2 separate regions of the Anas platyrhynchos genome follow, and region 1 is linked to region 2. A link is a contact called in public Hi-C data. All regions are on one chromosome and are shown on one strand. The core of a region is the stretch at or near the end of the contact, and the rest is flanking DNA. Distances in the headings are between cores, read along the strand shown.

The links. A called contact is a pair of places that touch in the nucleus more often than the background predicts.
Region 1: a contact with region 2 is called in a Hi-C map of skeletal muscle, with 3 times the contacts expected there. The contact joins the promoter of LOC101797716 here to the enhancer-like site in region 2. A contact is called at or near these places in 2 of 8 Hi-C or Micro-C datasets (skeletal muscle and subcutaneous adipose tissue).

Annotation. Positions count from the first base shown.
Region 1 is chr8:18,670,639-18,673,338 of IASCAAS_PekinDuck_T2T, forward strand. It overlaps LOC101797716 (ADAMTS-like protein 2), which reads left to right and starts at 1,396. Exons shown (of 18, transcript XM_027463149.3): 1 at 1,396-1,673. The coding sequence starts at 1,486.
Region 2 is chr8:18,485,069-18,487,768 of IASCAAS_PekinDuck_T2T, forward strand. The region is part of intron 3 of ACBD6 (acyl-CoA binding domain containing 6); the gene reads left to right. Among named protein-coding and RNA genes, the nearest start is that of ACBD6, 18 kb to the left of the region's middle. Within about 2 kb of position 1,378, at least 1 of the 8 cell types and tissues checked has an H3K27ac peak or open chromatin away from gene starts, as enhancers often do.

The DNA of each region.
Region 1 (2,700 bases), core at 146-2,645, 190 kb after region 2:
TTTTCCACAAACATTAAGAAAACAACCACACTGCTTAAAACTCAGGACCTAAAACTGCAAGCAGCCTTTTAACTCCATCTAGCTGCATTACACATTACATTTGCCTCACCCCTGTGACCAGAAGAGGCTCAGGAGATGCACGTCTGGGATGAGAGCAGGACTAGTGAGAAAGGTCAGGCCAGGCACTGAGGGGCCCTGCAGGGGAGAGCACTGCAGTTCACCTGGATTTGCCCTGTCATGCTCTGGTAGTGCCTCACATGCAATCCCCCCTCCCCAAATCCTCTCTGCACCATATGTTACTCAACAGCCTGCTGCTGCCTCCTGCCCTTCCTGGGGCTGCAGCTCAGCAGCTGGTGGTGAGGGGCTGAAGATCAGCCACAGCACAGCTTGTGTGAGAGCAGCACAGCACCCAGCAAGCTCATGCAGCCGGAGCTGGCCTCCCTTTCCTTCTTACCCACAGCCTCTCCCCCACCTCTGCACCTCCAAAGGGCTCTGCTTATCTTCAGGGCAGGAGCTGCCTCACGAGGAGGATGCAGCAGGGCACAAAACCCAAGAATCGACTCAAGCTTTAGCGGAAGGCAGCTCACGGAGAAACTACATTATTTCACAACTCCTCTCCCTTGTTTTCTGTGGGATGGGTCAGTAGCGGGTTGCCCTCCTCCTCCCTTTGCCCCCCGCCTGCTGGCAGACGGCTTTGATCAGGAGCCCCGCGTTGCTCCCCCCTGCTGCCACCCCTCCATCCTTCCTCTCCCCTACCGAGAGGCCGAAGCCCTGGGTGGGGGAGAGGCGTGGAGGCCTCGCATCACCTTCCCACTGCAGGGGGATCCAGCAGGGAGCAGGGAAGGTGCCAGGAAGCTTTTTAAGCTGTTTCCTTCCTTTTTGAACTCGCACAGTTGACTAGCTCAGCACGCCAGCCCGAGAGCAGTGCCTGGAAGACTGGGATCAACAGAGTCCTTTAGTCTGGGACGCCCCAGGTTGCTTATGGGGGCTTCACTGCTTCCTCCAGGGCCTCGTGCAGCGCAAGCAGGATGCGGCGGGCTCGTCCTGTCACTGCTGACAGGGAGCTGGAGGGGAAAAAGCAGCGAGCGAGGCGGCGAGCCTCGTGTCCTCCCATGAACCACGACCCGCTCCGTTTGCCATATACACCCCGCAGCTCTCCCTCCCGCTGAGACAGCGAAGCCCAAAGCCAGGCGATCGCCTAGCGAGCAGCATCTCCCCCAGCTTTTCGGGATAAAACACCAAAAAGCAGCCCCGGGCCGGGGCCGCCCCCCTCCACCTTCCCCCGGCGCCTTCCCCTCAGGAGGCCGGCGGCGGGGCGGGACGGGGCTGGGGCTGAGCCCCGGGGCTGCCCGGCCCCGCCGTGCCCCGCTCCCCGCCCCCGGCGGCTCCGAGCGCCGTCTCCCCCCCTTCATCCCTCCCTCCCCCGGCGGCTGCGGGCCGCTGCCGGCCGCCCGGCAGGTTGTAAAGTCATTAAGCCCCTCAGCCATGCCGGCCCGCGCCCCGGCGGCTCCTGCCACGGCCGCTGGTGGGCCGCCACCGCGCCGCCTCCTCCGCGGCAGCAGCAGCAGCAGCGCGGCATGGCCGCCGCTCCCCGCCGCCTCCTCCTCCTCCTCCTCTTCCTCCTCCTCCTCCTCCTCCTTCTCCTCAGCGCCGCCGCCCCCCTCGGCGCTAAGGTAAGCGGCGGCGGAGCCTCCCCCCTGCTCGCCCCTCGCCCTTCCCCTCAGCCTCCTCCGCCAACACAAAAGGCCGGCGGGGCGAGAGGGGGGTCCCCGGGGGGCTGCGGGGCCTCGCCGCTCGCCTGGGTGCCGGGCGGGGAGGTGACAGCCGGGTGGGGATGGAAAAAAGGGGGGTCTGTGCTTTGAGACCCCCGTGGGGGCACCTTGATCCCCCGAGGTGCATGTGCGGGAGCCGGAGCCTGGTGCTCCCCTTGTCCCTGGTGTCAGAGCAGCACTGAGAGCCCGCAGCGAGACCTTTCCCTTTCCCCTTACCCCTTTCTCCTTACCCCTTTCCCCTAACCCCTTTCCTCTTCCCCTTCCTTCCCCTGTGGCCAGACCACCCTTCACAGGGTGCTGGCCGAGCCTCCTGCTTGCAGGGGTCACCACACACCCTGGGGCTCCACGTGGGAGCTTCCCGGCCAGGTCCCTCTGTGCAGGAGGGATCCTGCGCTGCTAGCAGAAAGAAGAAGGGCTTGGACTGGTTTTTTTCCTTCCCCAGACAAAGCCACGGTGAGGTGAAGCAGTCTCACAAGAGCTGTCTAATGCACAGCGATAGGCACCGCAGCTTTACACCCAGCTTTGTCCCGCAGCGTCTCCTGAGCTAGGCTTGTCCTTGTTTTAAGCTCAGGCAGTGTCCCACTTCCACTGCGTGTTCACCGCCTGCTCTGCTTACCCCGAACCGTAGGGCTCAGCCAGACAGAGCAAGCCAGGTCAAGCTGAGCAGCTGTGAAATCCTTCATCTAGGCGTGGAGGAGTCCGTTCAGGTCGGTGACTGCATACACAAGCCCGGGCTGCTCGGGGTCCTGCTGCCACAGACCCCCGTGGGGGCACCCAGGACTCCGTGGCTCAGGGTGACCCCGTGGAGATGAAGGATTGCACGCTGCAGGAATGGCTGGTGGTATTGCTGCATGCCCTCCGATCGCTATCTTCCGTGCCAGGCCACGCACACAGCAGTCATTAAGGGATTAACCTGCAATTGCTTTTG
Region 2 (2,700 bases), core at 128-2,627:
AGCGCCGCTGCATCCAGATCCTGCTGAGCCCGAGCCTTACCCCGGTGCCTTCAGCAGCCTCCTGCTGCCACCCTTTGATCCTTCCCCAGCCCGGCTCAGCGGGGACAGGGACTGCCAAATATCTCTCCGTTCTGTCACTTCTTTGTCTGCAGAGCTCGTAAATCCAGCCTCTGCCTTTACGACCCGGATCTGCTGGAGGCAAGATTTCCGTGGCGGTGGTCGGGCGGTCCAGGAACTGCGGTCCCCAGCAAGCAGGGGATGAATCCCACAACAGGCAGGCTGGGCACGGGGGCAGATGTCCTGGCACTGCCGTGTTGCTCAAATTTAGGGTGGCTTCAGAGCATGAGCTGCATCCCACGCAGCCTTTCAGTCTTTTCAGTTTGGCTCGGGACATACTTCTTGCCCAAACAAACGTCTCTTTTAATCTGTACAGATGAATGCCTTGGATTAAATTGACCAGAGAAACGGCAATTACAGTAAAGGCTGTTTGTACGTATGCCTTGGGCTGCTGTGCCTGGGCACTTGGGGATTATTTTTTTATATGGTCAACGTGACAGAAGTGATCGATTGCTTCCAGGGCTGAGGATGCAGGGCGCTGTGCTCCTGGTTTCTGCCTCCCGTCGGCGGGCTGCATGCTGGCCCCGTGCTTCACCTACTGGGCTGTGGACCTGGGGAGTCCGCAGGTGACTGCAGCAGACACAAAAAGGAGCTGAGGAAAAGCAAGTCTGCCATCACTCCTGCTGTTCTCACCTGTGGACCTCCTTTTCCATTAAAAAAAAAGCTCCACACACCAAAAAAATGTTGTGAACCGCTGCATGAGGTTTCTTGGCTGAGCATATTATTTCATGTCATGCAAATGTTAAAATGTAGACAGTGAGTCATGAAATCAGAGCTGCTAGCAACAGTAAAACTTGCTCAGAGTTAATGCTAAGCATTTTACGTTTATTTCCCCTCCCCTGACTGTCTTTACTACTAATTTCCAACTGTGTTGATGGTACAGTTTTTAATTAACTCATTAAATGAGTAATCTTCGAGGCTTTGCCTAAGATTGCGGGTCTGTTAAACTATGCAACACGACGACATTAATTATAGTGTGTTTGTTTTTATCTTCCGAATATAATCAGGAAAATATTTCTTCCGTCTTGGATTGTGTTTATAGGAGGAAATTCCGCAATGGGATTTAAAAGAACCAGAAACCTTTTTTTTTTTTTAATGTAGCCGTTAATGGAATTTTAACTAAACTGTCTCTGCAATATTTAAAAAACAAAAAACAACCAAAACCCATTATCCTGGGGAATGTACTGCTGTTTTTTTTTTTTTTCCTAGGACAGCGTGCTCAAATTGTACAGCTCCTCAGTGGTCTGTTGAAGATGCTCCAGGAGCTGAGTCATGTGCATTCGCCGGCCGAGCTGCTGCTCGGAGCCAAGGAGGGTTGTTGGGAGAGGAATATTAAAACCCGCAGTTTCTGACGGGCATTAGTAGGGCTGGTTCACGAGAGGCAGCTTTACAGAAGAGCTTAGCAGTGTATTTTTATCTTGTTTGCATCTAGCTGGCCGCCACCACTCCGTAGAGTGGTGAGGAATGCTGAGCTCATACTTTTTAGCAGGGAAGGGAGGATTTTTATGAATGCTACTGAAGCATTTAATTTAGTGCCTAATCTTGCAGACAGTCATTTTCGTTTTCCTTTGGCAGCGTCGCCCCTGAAGGGTTAATATTTACCGAGTAGTGTGAAGTTCAGCCAGGCCGAGAAGATACAGGTGGAAAATACCTTCGGAGGAGCACATCGCTTGTCCTCATTTCATGCCTCATTAGCTGCCCCGTCCTGCATTGTTATGGGGTCAGGAGCAGCCACACGCTTGGGGGAGAGGGGACATCTCCTCCCATCCCCGGACCACCTGCGTTTGGGGTGCAGCTCAGCCTCCTCCTCATCGCTCTCCTGGCACTGGCCTCGGCTAGTAAAGGGAAAGACGGCAGCAATTATGGCACACACAATTAACGAGCTTCTAATCTCCAGCCTTGCGTGTAATTGCTGCTGTCAAATACAATTAGTGTCTGCCCAAGTTCCCTTCCCAGGGGGATAGCCGGGCCATGACACAGGGGGAGAGGAGGGAGGGGATGGCTGAAACTTTAGGAGAGTTTACATTTTCTTGTTGCCTCCCTAATAATCCTCGCCCCTCAAATGGTGTGCAGAAATGTTAATCCGGTGCATTTAGGGGACGTGGTAACCAGCACAGCACTCCTTGAGGTCTACCCCTGGGTTAGCTCTGAGGCGTCTTCTGTCAAATTTGTCGCCTGAGACAATGCCAGCTTAATTACAATTCAATCAGCACGCTTCAAGGGTTTGCTGCTGACTTCGTGCGAGCCTGAGGGGGTTAGAGGACGATGCCTGTCCCGTCGTGGCAGCTGAGGCTGGAACAACTGATCATCTCCTGGGTGTACTTTGGGCAGGTTGGACTCAGGATGAGTTTTCTCCTGCTGCCACCAAGCAAACCTCCATGGATGCCCAGAGCTCACAGCTCCTCCAGGCTCAGGACCCTTAGGGCCACGTAGGAAGGGACGTAGGAAGATTGGTGCAGAGCAAGCATTGATGGAAGCCTCTGGGCTGTGTATTCACCTCTGCGGGAACACTTCAGGAAAGTTTTTATTGTAATGACCTTACTGGGGGTGTTTCTTGTCTCCTTCCCATGTGCCAGGTAGTGC